2 separate regions of the Gossypium hirsutum genome follow, and region 2 is linked to region 1. Evidence: chromatin contacts called from public Hi-C data. All regions are on one chromosome and are shown on one strand. Each heading gives the region's core, a stretch centred on a gene start, on an enhancer-like site or on the middle of the called end of the contact. The rest is flanking DNA. Distances are from core to core; before and after follow the strand shown.

Region 1 (7,574 bases), core at 1,915-4,414:
TTCTGCTGCAGTAAATTGAAACGATTGAATTGTTGATGCAGCGATTTAGGTGTCCCTATTATATCACTTTAAAATGGACATAATCCATATCCAAAATATGATACAAGAAAAACAGGTTCAAAGCTAAGTTTTTGCTTTGGTTTTAATTCAGGTCAGTTTGGCTTTATATAGACATATCCAATATACAGAACAGGGTTCAATTTCAGAAATGGGGTTAGTCACCTTTAGTGCAGCCTCAGTAGGCATTCCAGTGGCAACATAATGACTCCCAGATTGCTCAACACCAGCATCATTGCAAACAGCACAAATCTTTGCAATCATTTGAAGATTGGCATCCATTTCACCAGCAGCCCAGCCTCGAATTTTCCCATCAAAAGGATTATAAGTAGTTCCTTCCACATCAAAAGCTCGCAGAATGGCAGGCCTTGAACCTATAGCAATAAGCTTAGAAACAGCCATCTGATTGGTAGTCAAAGTACCAGTCTTATCAGAACAGATAACCGTTGTGCAACCAAGAGTCTCAACACTAGGCAGCTTACGGACAAGTGCATTCTTTTGAGCCATCTTTCGGGTTCCCAGTGCCAGACATGTTGTAATAACTGCTGGTAAACCTTCTGGAATAGCAGCAACAGCTAATGCAACAGCTATTTCAAAGTAATATGTGCACTTCTCAAATGAGAACTTAAAGTTGCTAGCCCAGCCATCAACATATTCCCAAGAAAGAAAATATTTCACATTAATAAGCCAAACCAACGCACAAACCACTCCAATTATCATTGTTAGAGCCTCTCCAAACTCATTCAACTTCTTCTTTAACGGGGTATCATCATCGCTCTGCGATGCTTCATGAATCTGTGAATGCACCTTCCCAATCTCCGTATTCATGCCTATCTGAGTGACCATGCAGATACAATTTCCATTGACCACAGTTGTTCCAGCAAAAACCATACATTTCTTCCCTTGAATATCTGTATTCTCAGGAACAACCTTTGCAGTCTTGCTCACAGCTTCACTCTCTCCGGTCAATGATCCCTGTTCAACTCTTACAGTTGAGCTTATCAAAGTCAAAACCCGCATATCTGCGGGTACCTTATCACCAACTCTCAACTCCACAATATCACCTGGAACAAGCTCCTTTGCAGGCAAATTTGAGACCTTCTTACCATCTCGAACTACATTTGCCTGCTCCGATTGAATTTCCTTCAGAGCCTCCAAGGCTTTTTCTGCATTGCTTTCTTGCCATATTCCAACAATGGCATTCACTATCAAGATCAAGAATATAACAAGCGGCTCCACAAAAGCTGTTATCTCCTTCTCCCCTCCTTCATCACCATCTAACCAAGCTAAAACAAACGATATAATAGCAGCAAGCAATAATATCCTAACTAATGTGTCATTAAATTGCTCCAGAATTAGTTGAAAAATTGATGTGCCCTCATGCTTTTCTAACTCATTCCATCCATAAATCTCCCTCATTTTCTCAACTTCAGCACTTGATAACCCTAATTCTCGATTCATTTGGAAGTTTTCTTCACATTGCTTCACATCCTTTGCCCAAGCAGGAAAATTTTCTACCTTGGAAGAAGCAGCACTGACTTTTTCTCTCTTCCCATAGTCTTCTCCACCTCTCCCCATTGAAATTCAATGCTGAAGAAAAAGTTCTTCAAGTAATTGAAGAAAAATCAAAATAGCTTAAGTTAAAAGTTGAAACTTTACTTCCTATCTTCAACAGTGGACCTGAAAGCAAAAAAAAAATTTAAAGTAACATCATGATCAACAAAGTAAATTAACAAAAACCCACTAAGCATTAAAAATTACCAATCTATTTGTCCCCAAAACAATAAGAAAAGCAATAAAAGAGCAAATAAAGAATACCGCTTTTCTTCCATAACCCATTCCACATTTTTTTTTTTTGCAAATTTATACATTAGAAACAATTAACCAAGGAGTAAAAAACTGGAGTTACCCAGTAGCATATCTGATTTCCGGTTCAACCAATTGAAAGGATAGGTCAGCATAAATTATAAAAAAAAATCAAAATTTTTCAAAAAGAAGCAAACGAAAATCAGTATAAAAGAAGTATATAAAAAAAGAATTCTAAAGATATTAACATGTTTAATAAGCAGGTTTTAGTTTCGTGTTCAGCAAGACTTGGCGGCATCCAATATTGATAGAACATTTCCTAAATAGAAAAGGCGATGCAAAAAACAATTCCTGCATGCTAAGGTCGTCATTTTCATGATTTATACATGGGAAAGCTGCGCTCAAAGTTGCTTAAAACTTGACCAAAAAAAGAAAAGAAAAGAAATCATTATATATTTCTGGTTTGGCACTAAAAGAGAAAGAACCCAAGCTCGGTTTTGTGTTTGACCAAATCAAAATTGGAAATTGTATCGTTAAGAGCGACTTCAATATCACCAGATCGACAGATGAACACCCATCCAAACCAGACAAACATTCAGGGAATAAAAATAAAATACTCAAAGATCTAACCTTAAACTGAATGAAGAAGATGTGAAGAACCGAAGAAGAGAACAGAATGAGACCGTAGAGCAGTTGGTCAGTTAAAAGGACGAATTAAAGAAAAAGAATAATTGAAAATCAATCAGATGCCCTAAGGGCCCCAATTTGGGCCTTTCAATCTATGATCGCTTGGGCTAAAAAGAGTCCAAATCAATGAAAATATTATATCATTTCCGGTTTTATTAGATTTTTAACAGCTTTTCATCGTTTATATTTTATTCGTTCTCGATTTCCAACTTATCTCCCATTTTTACTAATCCAGTCTCTTTATTCTTTAAGCACTTCTATGTTTCACTTCCAAAAAAGAAAACAGTTCTAAATTTCGATTGAATCCATAAATCCGATCTTATTTTTTATCATTGAATTTCTCCTAAATTATCTGTTCATTAAATTCTCTCAGCAACCAAACACAATAGAAATATATGAATCAAAAGTAAAAAAAAAAAAACTGTGCTTACCAAAATCCTGGAGTTTCTCTGTTTCCACTCAGCTTCTGATTCATTCTCTTTTTTCTTTTTTACTCTGTAATTTTTTTAAAAAGAATTTTTTTTTTCTTTTAATTACAGTTTTGATCTTTGGGATCTTAATAAATAGAAACGAGAGAGATTTGATTTATAGAGAGCGATTCAATGCCTAGAAAACATCGCTTTCTCTCCATCTCTATGTGCGTATTCTCTTTTGTCTTCTTAGAAGGACCTAGATTCCACATTGCCTCAACTAATAAGGAATTGCCACGTGTTCATAGATCAACGATAGGCCCACGTTAAGCGATCGCTTTTCATGCCCTTTACCATGTGGCAAACAAATAGGGGCGACCATTTTGTTTCAATGTTTGTGGCCTCCCGCACTGAATCTCCACTCTCGGAAAGGTGCACACTTTTTTCTCTTTCTTTCTTTTTCATGCAATTATAATTACAAATTATATTGTTTTAGCTAGTAAATTTTCATTTTTTTAATAACATACCATAGTACAATTTATTAATAGTATATAAATTCATATATGGTGCATCAAATGCAAACTTTTTAATTAATGCTTAAGAAAGTTCCTATTCCTTTCCTACTTCCCTTGCTGGTAAAAGAATTTGGAGTTGATATAAGAGATAATATATAATTTGGCCTTTAAATTTATTTATTTGTACCTAGATTATTCTTAAATATTTTTGGATTCAATTTATTCTTAAACTTGTATTCTATCAATTAAGTTAGTCCATTCACACTAACATCATTAGTTTGTATTATCGTAACATTTATAACTAATGCGGTGATATCATGTGGCAACCTCTCATAATGTCACGTGACAAACATAATTTATATATTTACATTTATATATATTTTTTTAATTTATGTTTTTTCACTTAGCACATTGTTATCGCATGGCTCTATCGAATTGATTAGGTCCAAAATAAAGTTTAGGAACCACTTAAGTATAAATGAATAAGTTGAGGGGCCTAATTGTATATTAACCCTTCATATATTCTATTGATTTGTGTGACTATTCTAAGTTTCTTTTTCTCCCTTTTGGGGGTTTTCTTGTGGGGACATAAAGATGGCATGATAGAGTTTCTTCTTGCAATTGAGTGTATATTTACAAATTTAAAAAGGATTTTCTTCCATATGCCAACTTTTCCAATGCTAGGAAACTAACATGAATTTTATTTATTCAAGATGAAAATGTGTAAAGTCAAATTTGGATATGGAATGTTTAAACAAGTCAAGTTTGCTTTTAATTCTATTTTGAAGAAATAATTCATTATAGGATTACCCAAGCTAGCCTTCACTGTTATTTGAGCTTAGGTAAATGTCGTATGTATATATATATGCGCTCATATGAATATACTCGAGAAAAATTAATGTTACCAATCAAACTTGGTACAATTAGTGAAAGTAGAGATTTTGGGTATTGAGTACTTAAATTCAAGATTTATTATGTGTTAGTATGTGTAAATTTTCGAATTTCTTCATGTGTGAGTTTTAGTCTAGTGTATCAATTTAATTTAACATTGTAATTTTTTTTATGATAAATGTGAAGTATTTGTATTGTAGTTATAAATGTACCATATCAGCTGGTCTTTCATAGCTGTGAATTGGGAGCTTAGAAGGCATCTTATTACACAATTATTGATGACCAGGGTCCATGATTGTGTTTTTCATAGGAAGACTCAGAATACATACTCTTATCTCAATGGAAATTCCAGGGAAATTTCGGCCACATTGACGCATGCTAGATATTCACTGGTGTTGCATTCAATGGGAGATTAGGAAATGTCACAGGCACTCCAAATCCCAAAGTCAACGAGAAAATTCTCTTTTAATTTAAATCTATCCATATCATCAATGAATATTTTAAACTATATCATTCCTATCTGCTTCTTCTTGTCACTTTCTCAAAGAAACAAACAAGTTGCAGATTGGAAGTCTGACAACGCTGCATATTTTTCTGCAATTCAATCTTACTTTAGTTACCAGGAAATTTAAGTGAAACTGAGTTTCCGCAGTAGGCATGAAAATGGTATGAATGGAATATTGCCTATTTGCCATTCACTTTCATCACTCGGTGTCATCAAATTTGTATTGTTATAGTGAGCAATGCTATTCTTGTTTCTCTTGGGGGAAAAGATGGGGGACAAAACTGTACAAGTAAGTTGGAATTTATCATGTCATCTGGCCGGAGGGAAACTGTCACCAAACAAAGTGCGAAGATGAGTTCATAGTTAAGACAAAGCTCAGCCAATAGTTGTTGACTTCGTTTTTATTTCTAGCCCCTCATCTGGATTGTTCTCTCAACAAGGGTATATAACTTGGACCCTTTTTTGGGCAAAATAGAGTGGACAATGCTCAATTTCAGCTCACAACAACTTTGGGCTTTGCACTTTAGCAACTTTTGGGGTCAAATACAAAACCCCACATCTTCTATCCCTTTTAGGCTTTTTCTTTCCTGTTTGTTCTAATTATATAAATTTTCTTTGAAATCATATTTGGCTTTTGTACCCTTCTCCTTGTCTTATAAGATGCAAAATGTTGATGTATTAAACAGGATAGTCCTTAGAATTTGTTGGGTGTAGGTTGCAAAGAAATTAAAAATGTTAGAGCATATTAGAGTTATGTCTTTAGAGTATGTATTGTTGGGGATAAACTTGTGTATGCAACGAACAAGAATAGTAAAAAAGAAATTGAAAAGATCGAACACACAAATTTACATGAAAAAACTCCTCAAAAAGAGGATAAAAACCATGGAAAGGAGATTTCACTAATATAAAATATGTACAAAGATGGAGAGAATCAAAGAAAGAAAAAACTAGAAACCCCAAAAGAAAAACCCTTCAAACTCAAAAGCACAGAATTCTCTCAATCTGTATATTTTATATTGTTGTATAAACCTAGGGTAACTAAAGCTTATTCATAGGTTGAAATTCATAACTTTTATAACTAGAATATCCTTAGGTTAATCAAAGTTTAAGTGAGAACCTAAAATAGAGTTTAACTGAGAAAAGAAAACTGAGAAACTTGAGAAACACATCACCACATTGTGAAGTGGCTTTTCCATCGTCAAGACGAAGATTTTCTTCTCGTTGTGATGTTGGTTTCTCGTCGTGACGTCGAGCTTTATCTCGTCGGGATGTCACTTACTGTTTTGTCTGAAATGCGAGGCATGACGTCGAGCTTTATCTCATCGGGATGTCACTTACTGTTTTGTCTGAAATGCGAGGCATACTCCACAAATCTCCACCTTGACTTGTATTTCACTTAACTCTTTTGCCAAGCCCTATCACGGGCCTAATTTGATCTTCATCGAATACTTACCAAGTCCAAGTAGTGCTCGAACTTTGAAACTGGAAGACTTTTTGTCAACATGTCGGTCGAATTGTGTTCTGTGACAATTTTGTGAATTTGAACATCTCCTTGAATGATTACCTCTCGAACCAAATGATATCGAATGTCTATTGCTTTGTCCTTTCAGGGTGCATCTGATCTTTGGTGAGATGTATGACATTTTGATAATTATAATATACGATACCCTCTCTTATTAACCAATTCGCTAAACAAGACTCTTAACGAAATTGCTTCCTTTACAACTTCAGTGATTGCCATGTATTCAGCTTCAGTAGTTGACAAAGCCATTGTGGCTTAAAGTATAGTTTTCCAACTAATGACACAATTTTTGAAATCAAATAGATAACATGTGAGAGACCTCCTTTCAACTGAGTCTCTTACATAATCTAAATCAATATATCCGACTAAACTCTTTTGGCTTCTTTCGAACTTTAAGCACATATTTGAAGTACCCGCAAATATCTAAAAATCCACTTAACTGCATGCTAGTGTAACTTACCTGTTTTGACTATGTATCTACTAACAATACTAATAACATGTGAAATATTAGGATGAGTTCATACCATTGTATACATTGAACTTCCGACTGCACTTGAGTAAGGTACTTTTGACATATACCTTTCTTCTTCTTCTTCTTCTTCATTTTAAAGGGAATTTAAAATTGAAAGTTTAAAATGTGTAGCTAAGTGAGTACTTACTAGTTTTGAGTCTTGCATCTCAAACTGCTTAATATCTTCTTTATGTATCTTTGTTGCCACAAGAAAAATTTCTCGAAACGTCTATCCCTTCAAATTTTTATCCCCAAAATTTTCTTTATTGCACTTAAATCCTTCATCTCGAACTTAGAGTTAAACATGATTTTAAGTTGTTTAATTTTAGATGGATCCTTAGTCGTAATCAACATGTTATCAACATAGAGCAACAAATATATGAATGAACCATCATCAAGATATTATGAATATAAACAATTGTCTTACTCACTTTGCGAAAAACCAATATTCAACATGAAGGAGTCGAACTTTTTGTACCACTACCGAGGAGACTACTTCAAATCGTATAATGATTTTTTGTAGAAGACAAATATGATCTTCTTTAATTTTAGTTTTGAAGCCTTCTGATTGTTGCATGTAGATCTCCTCCTCAAGGTTACCATGAAGGAAAGAAGTATTTACATCTAACGGCTCTAACTCAAGATTGTTTAATGCAATAAGAGCCAAAAA
Region 2 (7,574 bases), core at 1,893-4,392, 290 kb after region 1:
AAGTATAGAAGCATATTGAGCAACGTTGCATGTGGGAAATTTGGTTAGATTTTGGAAGTGAATAGCAACATTACTGAATCCTTTGTGCCTAAAATTGTACGTCTTTCACGTGCTGGGTTCCATAAGTGTTGTGCTTACCTTCCACAATATATATATATATATATATTTGGAGATGAAATTTCTTCACCTTATGCATTCCATGGCCAAATGTTCCTATGTATGGTTGATTTAAATATAGTAAATATTGATAATCTTACGCAAAGAATCATATCTGCGCAAAACAAACTTGTTGATTACAACGTGAAAATGTCGAGGATATAAAATTAAATAACGTAGCAAAGCCTAGAGAGGGGTTGAAGGAATAATTCCCATCATTTCAAAGTCAAATTGCTTTAAATATCTCATGGGGTTTGACTGCTTTCAAAACGTTCTTTATTGTATCCTTAAAATAACTATTATTTGATTGACTAAACAAACAAGACCGCATAGCACAGTGGATTAGCGCGTTTGACTTCGGATCATAAGGGCGTGGGTTCGACTCCCACTGTGGTCGGTTTGTTTTTATTTTAATTGGGCCGGCTCTCAATCTTTTTGACGCTATTGCTGTTGCTTCTATTTTGGGTTAAATTATAAATTTTGTGGAGAGAATTGGACTGACCCAATCCAGCAAAATAAAACACAACATCTTACTCCACACGTGTAAATTTTGGAAAAATATTTTGGGTTTTAAATCTTCATTTTGGGGAGGAAACTAGTTGGAAAACCCAAATTTGATATTGAAGCTCAAGCTGAAGCCTAGCTTTCGACTTTTAACAATTTTCCTTTTACCCAAATTCATCAAATATTTGCACTAAAGTGTGTATTTAAAGAAGTTGTATTTGATGGTAAGATCTTTTACTTTCAGAAAAGAGTTTAACATATTAAGTTTTAGTACGCCTCTTATTCAATCCCGAATGAATGTGATGGACAATGGTATACTAGAAAGAAAATTTTAGGGGAAAAGCGATAATAAAGATGCTAATTCCATAGTATGCAAAGATTTTATGGCTAAATCATTAAGTGTAGTATGATGGTTGTTTATCTCATCCTTTAATTATATGATCGAATTCTATCTTTACTTATGAGAATGAAACGCATTTCATAACTAATTGTTTATTTCTTCAAAGAACTCTCGTGACAAGAGGATTAATTATTGTTATTGATGGTGAATATGATCAAAATTTTTTATAGGTAATTAAAGTGAAAGATAAAATGTTTTTCCGACCATGACGATGATTGATGCAACCGATTCCTTGCTCTCAAAAAGGTGAAAACCTACATTTAACATTTTCATTGAATAAGAATGACCTAGCTACACATTTTTTAACCTTTCAGAAAAGGATCGTCTGGTTCAGTTCCCTATCAATTAAGGTAACTTCGCATACAAGTTAATGGTGTGTAAGTGCTTCATATTTAATAGTATTTTTTAAAAGAAAGGTTGAGCTGCTTTCTAAGGTAAAATACTACTGGTTGATTTTGGAATTAAATTACAAACAAAGATAAAATCAACTTTTCACATTAACCTAACCAAATGTTAACATGTAGAATTTAAGACTGGTTCATAAAATAAATGTCTGCAGTTCGAATTTAGGGTTGTTTAATATTATTTTTAAAAAGTATTTTTGAGATAAAAATACTTTTGAAATAAAAATATTTTTAAAATTATTTAAAAAAAATGTTTTGCAAAAATATTTTTTTAATCAAGAATAAAAATAGAAAATTTTAATTTTTTGTTTAAAAGCGTTTTCTAATTCAAGAATACTTTTGAGAAATGCTAAACTAAGATTAATATTATTAACATACAAGTATAATTGTTGGACGTAGGAGAAAGAACAACTTGTTGACCAGTGGTTACCCACAATATTATCTACTGTTTTTTATTACAAAAAGTTGCATGAAATGAAAGTGATAGAGGTCACAAGAGAAGGACAATGAAACTGAGAACAAATGAAGTGGGTCGTCCTTTATATTAATTACCATGAATAAGTTAGAGAATAACAATGGATATCTTAGTTTATTGAAATAAAATAGGATTAATTTATACATATTGTGAAGCTGCTTCCGCTCTGCCGGTGCCCATCCCATATTCCCCGGTCTATTGTTAATCATCATGGGGATTCAAATTTTGATATTATTTTAATAGACTGAATCAGATTACTGGAGTGTTAATAGACTAAATTGAGAATTTCAATTTTACGTCACCACTTTAAAAACATGGTACAAAATAATTGCATATGAATAAATTGGATTAAATCTTGCCTTATAATTTATTTATAAGTATATCTAAGGTGATTAAATTATTAGTAACTTTACATTTTAATTACTCAATTTTAATAAGTTATAAAATGACAAATAAACTATTCGAAAGTTTTCATTTAAGTTACTGGACTATTAAAATAGGCGTTGTATGACTGTTTCTATTTGTACTGCCTACACTAATAGAACAACGCTCACGTTCCCCTTCTCTTTTACATTACAGTTTATTTTTTTCTATGAAACAACCTTGAATATTGGAATCTGTGAACTAAAATCCAAACAACTTTCTTCTTTTATCTCTGACACTGATCGTCAGATCGGTTTGGATCTAAAGAATGTTCTTCTACTTGTCGATGAATATTGATTCACCATATCGATTGTCGAATCGTCGTTTGGAGCTTGCTAACTAGAGTTTTTTTTAAGGAAAAAAAATCTCAATAGCCAATGACTTAATTAAAAATTCCAAATAATTTAGTGACTTAAATGAAAACTTTTAAAAATTTAGCGACCATTTTGTAACTTCTTAAAATTAAACTTACTACATTGAATGTAATTTACCCATATTTAAAATTTTTCCCTCTCTTTCCCTTTCTCTCTCCTTAATCCACCTATTACAAAAACGGATTAGTTGGCCTTATCAAGATCCTTTATTACTCTTTTGTAACTCTATTTCAGCTTTTCTTCCTCAAAACTATACCATATTTACTTCAACAAAACTTCAGTGTGTCATGAAGGGAATGCATCTTTTCTGTGCTTCTCCAGCTTCCATAGCCACCTGCTCACGCTTGGACCATCGCTCCATGGTCCGCCATGGCCATAGGCCTCTTGATCCTCAAAAGTCTAAACCATATTCACCTTGCTCATCACAACTGCGCCTATAATTCCTACGACTAGAAACAAGCCTGTTAAGCCAAGTGATGTACGTCGTAAAAGCTCAGCCCATATTCATGATCTAACTAGTCCTCCAACCAACGGTTCCACCAGATATCTTCTAAGTGATAGGCCCTTTATCGATTGTTTATCAGACTCTGACCATGTCCCAGCAAAGCCTAAGCATGTGGTGGTTTTGCGGGTATCAATCCACTGCAAAGGATGTAAAGGAAAAGTAAGGAAACAAATCCCGAAAATGGAAGGTCAGTTTCAGCAACAGATTGAAAAGCTTTTGCTTATATTATCTGACCATGCTTTTGTAACATGTTTCTTAATGTTAAAGCAAAGCATAAAACCCAAAGTAGTTATTATTGGTCGTAAAGAAAAATGCAGTATCATATTAGAAGCTAGGTAGACATGGTGTTATTCAACATTTGTTTTGTTTGCAGGAGTGACATCATTTAGTATAGATTTGGCCACAAAGAAAGTGACGGTAATTGGCGATGTAATACCTTCAAGCGTTCTAGAAAGCGTGTCCAAGGTGAAGAATGCCCGGCTCTGGTCATCTCCATCTGCATCTCCACCCGTGGTCAAACCAATTACTGATTAATATTACTCGAATTCCAAACCTGCTGGATGTAATCTCTAATAATGCTATAAGAATTTGCAGTTGGTGTGGATCCCATGTCTACATGCATGCTTATATACAAAACCGTAACGTAAATTAATCCGATGTAAGCTTTTAGGATTATTATCGTATCATAACCTTTGTTTTATTTAGATTATTCAAAGATAAAGAGGATGTTGAGTAATCCCTAAATTGGATTAATATTGCATTGTAGAAAACCCTAAATTGGGTAACCCCTCTCTTTTATAATTTGTTTTTGGTTAATTATGTCATAGGTCTATGTACTCTTCATAAACTTAAAATTTGATCCATATTCTTTTATTTTGAGAATTTAGTCCTTTTACCTTTTAGATTTTAAAATTAAGATCCGATTGTTAACATTATTAAAATTATTGGTGTTACATTTTGAAATTAAAAAAAAAACTCATTTTGTTGGCATTATAACTGAAAAAATGACATTTTAATGAACTTTAATCTAATAAAATAAATTTAATAATATTAAAAATTAAACCTAAATTTAAAAATCTGAAAAAATAAAGTGACTAAATTCCTAAAAACAAAAGTAAAATGACTACAAACGGCTTGAACTGGAAAAAACTAACCCAGGCCTTTATCTGTGTTATATTGTTTTTGGATACAGTGGGCTTGGCCCGTGACTTTGAGCCACTGGAAACTAGAGTGAATTTGAAAACCCTATCTATATAAACCCTAATTTCTTCTTCGCCTGTTACTAGCAAACCCTAACGGCTCCGCTTCTTCATCGACAGGTCTCTCTTGCTGCCCTATTTTATCTTATATTTTTCATTTCCCTATTTTCTGTTTCGAAGTGATTTCGGCTTTTTTATATATAAAAATTGATTTTCTTTGTTCTGCTTTAGGGTTTACAAGGGTTTGAGGCAGCCGCAACCAATGGCCCCCAAAGGTATTTTGGATTTGAATTTTATTGATTCTGAACATTATACTCTGCTTCTACATAATTTTTCTTCGTAATCCTTGTTTATAGAATTTTGTAATTTATATTGATTGTCGTGTGTAAATTATGTAGTTGAGAAGAAATCAGATCCAAAGGCACAGGCCTTGAAAGCAGCGAAAGCAGTGAAATCTGGAGCCACATTTAAGAAGAAGGCCAAGAAGATCCGAACCAAGGTTACATTCCACAGGCCAAGGACCTTGAAGAAGGATAGGACCCCAAAGTACCCACGCATTAGTGCTCCACCAAGGAACAAGCTTGATCATTATCAGATTCTCAAGTTTCCCCTCACGACTGAGTCTGCAATGAAGAAGATTGAAGACAACAACACTTTGGTTTTCATTGTTGACATTCGTGCTGATAAGAAGAAGATTAAAGATGCTGTCAAGAAGATGTATGATATTCAGGCCAAGAAAGTTAACACCTTGATCAGGTAATCTTTTATAATAGTATACCCACTACAACTTATTTCATATAGCCCAAGAATGAGTAGCGGTTTGATATAATTGTTACTACTACAGTTTGTAGACTAGTAAGATCTTTGATATTCATTGAATATTTGGTTCGGTGTATGCTAAATGTGAAGAACTGCAAAAGAATAATACATTGGTTGTGTATGTTTTCGAAATCTAATTATCAACTTTGAGATCATTTCTCTGTTGATTTGCTTTAGAGCAACGGTTTTCTTTGTTTTCTGCAGTATTACATACATTTGCTTGCTTGTGTTCTGCAATTAGGCTTCTTGACGACTCATTTGTTTCATCTCTTCATATTCATCTGATGTCTACAGCTTTAGTGTTTTAGATATTAATTTTTTGGTTATGTTTCTCTTAATCCAGGCCTGATGGAACAAAGAAAGCATATGTTAGGTTGACACCCGAATACGATGCCTTGGACGTTGCAAACAAAATTGGTATTATCTAGGCTAGTTGGTAGCTACCTTGTTGAGCATTTATTTTCCTTTTGTTTGCAAAGAGAAATTATTTCGAGACATTGAGCAGGTATTTTTATTTTTATTAGCACTTAAAAGTTTGTAATATTGCATTGTTGTTGCCAATTAGCCATCTCTGGTTCAACTTAAGACAGAAGGTGATTTTTGATTTACATGCTTTGGGGCATTTGTTTAAAAATGGTTCACTGCTTGAATGTTAGCTATTTATACAAAACCGTAGTTATAGGGGCCACCTTTTGAATCAAATCTCTGGTTCAGCCCCAAAAGATCTTCTATCTATAAAGTCACCAAAATTGCGAACGTCTAAACAGAACATTCAGGCCTTTCTGTTAGATTGAAAACACTTGATCTGCAAAGTGGGCAGCTTGAGTGTGATCGAAACCATGTGTCGATGCAAGAAACGTGGAAGGCATGTGTGCAACTTGATAAATGTTTTAGCCATTCTCCTTCTTCAAACTCAGCCAAACAAACTGCACAATCAGTGTTGCTCGGCCACTGCGGTTCTTTATTTCCCTTCTTGAATTGAGATATTGGAAGGGAGTTGAGAACAGTAGATTCCAGTGCATTGCTCTGAGGTTGTGAAGAAGGATTGTCAAAGTTGCTCTGATCACTTAGAATCCGGCTTTGAAGCTGATTTCTGGGGAATATTGCAGCATTAAATTCACGGCAGAGTCGTCTCAAAACCGTGTAGGAACTAAGTAGCATGAAGATGATAGAAACAATAGCAACTGAGAGAATTAGCAAGGGATTCCACTTCGGTGGTTGTGGCGCTAAAGCTGGAGCTGAAGAGGGAGACATGCTATACATGGTGAAATGTAAAATAAAAGCATGCAAAAGGGCTTTGAACGAAGGTAAGTTGCTGAATTTATTGAAGCTAATCCTTTAACCTAGATTGAGAAGAGCTCTTTTCATAGGAATATATGCCATGATCGTTTAGCCGAAGGGGAACGGTTAAATCTAAGGAGGAACAAGTAAAGACATTGGGGCAGTGGCGATAATATTAAGTTTTGCTCTTATTCCATCTGCCGCCAAATAGTTTACAAACATCTTAGACACTGACAATTTTAACTGTGAAGACAAAAATCAGGGATAACATCTTCCCATTCCCTTCCCAATATGCTTGCCAAAATTTTTTATTGTTGTATTATTTTTTTGAATTCAAATGAACTAATATTTAAAAAATAGAGTTCATTTTTTATTAATAAATTTCAATAAATTTATTTATTATTTCATAATAATATTTTTTTAATGTTAAATTAAACAAATTTGAAATTATGGTAATTTTATTAACATCAAAATTTTTTTGGGTGTTTTTTATGTTGGTTTTACGTTCTCTGGGATTCTGGGATTCTGGGATTCATCTCAAGTTTGTTGGAGTTGAGTTTTAGGCAATGAATAGAATACTCGGAAGATCTTGATTACATATGGTTAGATTTCCATGTGGGTGTGTAGTTTTGGGGTTTCAGTTTCAAAGTCAGCTTTACTTTTTGTGATAGTTTCAATTTGCTTGATTACTTTTGATATAGCTTTGTTGGAGTTATATGCTCTTCTCTTTATTGTGGTTTTGTGTGATAATCTTGTAGAAAAATCTTTTAAAGTATAATGAAGCTTTTGAGTGGATTTATAGTCATGTGATTTTTACCTTTTGCTTTAAGAGGAGTTTTTCACATAAAAAGAATCCATCTCATTTGATTTTTTACTTGTGGTTATAATGCTTTATTTTGTATTGATCTTAGAGGTCTTCAAAAGCGTCCTGGCGAGATTTTCCTAAAAAATATTGCAGCATTAAATCGACAGCAGAGTGATTCTATGACAGATTTGTGTTGAAATGATGAAGAAATCGAGTGAGTTACGATACA

The links. Hi-C and Micro-C count contacts between places; a contact is called where the count stands out from the background.
Region 2: a Hi-C map of leaf shows a contact between it and region 1, with 2.5 times the contacts expected there. The contact joins the promoter of LOC121203658 here to the promoter of LOC107932929 in region 1. A contact is called at or near these places in 4 of 34 Hi-C or Micro-C datasets (callus and leaf).

The regions. Positions count from the first base shown.
Region 1 is chrA07:16,172,366-16,179,939 of Gossypium_hirsutum_v2.1, forward strand. LOC107932929 (calcium-transporting ATPase 1, endoplasmic reticulum-type) reads right to left here and starts at 3,165. Exons shown (of 9, transcript XM_041117655.1): 1 at 2,982-3,165; 2 at 223-1,737. The coding sequence starts at 1,635.
Region 2 is chrA07:16,465,953-16,473,526 of Gossypium_hirsutum_v2.1, forward strand. LOC121203658 (protein SODIUM POTASSIUM ROOT DEFECTIVE 2-like) reads left to right here and starts at 3,143. Exons shown (of 2, transcript XM_041074088.1): 1 at 3,143-3,428; 2 at 3,615-4,014. The coding sequence starts at 3,143. The coding sequence ends at 3,775. It overlaps LOC107941848 (60S ribosomal protein L23A), which reads left to right and starts at 4,435. Exons shown (of 4, transcript XM_016875474.2): 1 at 4,435-4,560; 2 at 4,672-4,715; 3 at 4,839-5,196; 4 at 5,603-5,867. The coding sequence starts at 4,703. The coding sequence ends at 5,687. LOC107941841 (RING-H2 finger protein ATL47) reads right to left here and starts at 6,522. Exons shown (of 1, transcript XM_016875463.1): 1 at 6,019-6,522. The coding sequence starts at 6,522. The coding sequence ends at 6,019. TRNAR-UCG (transfer RNA arginine (anticodon UCG)) reads left to right here and starts at 480; the gene lies at 480-553.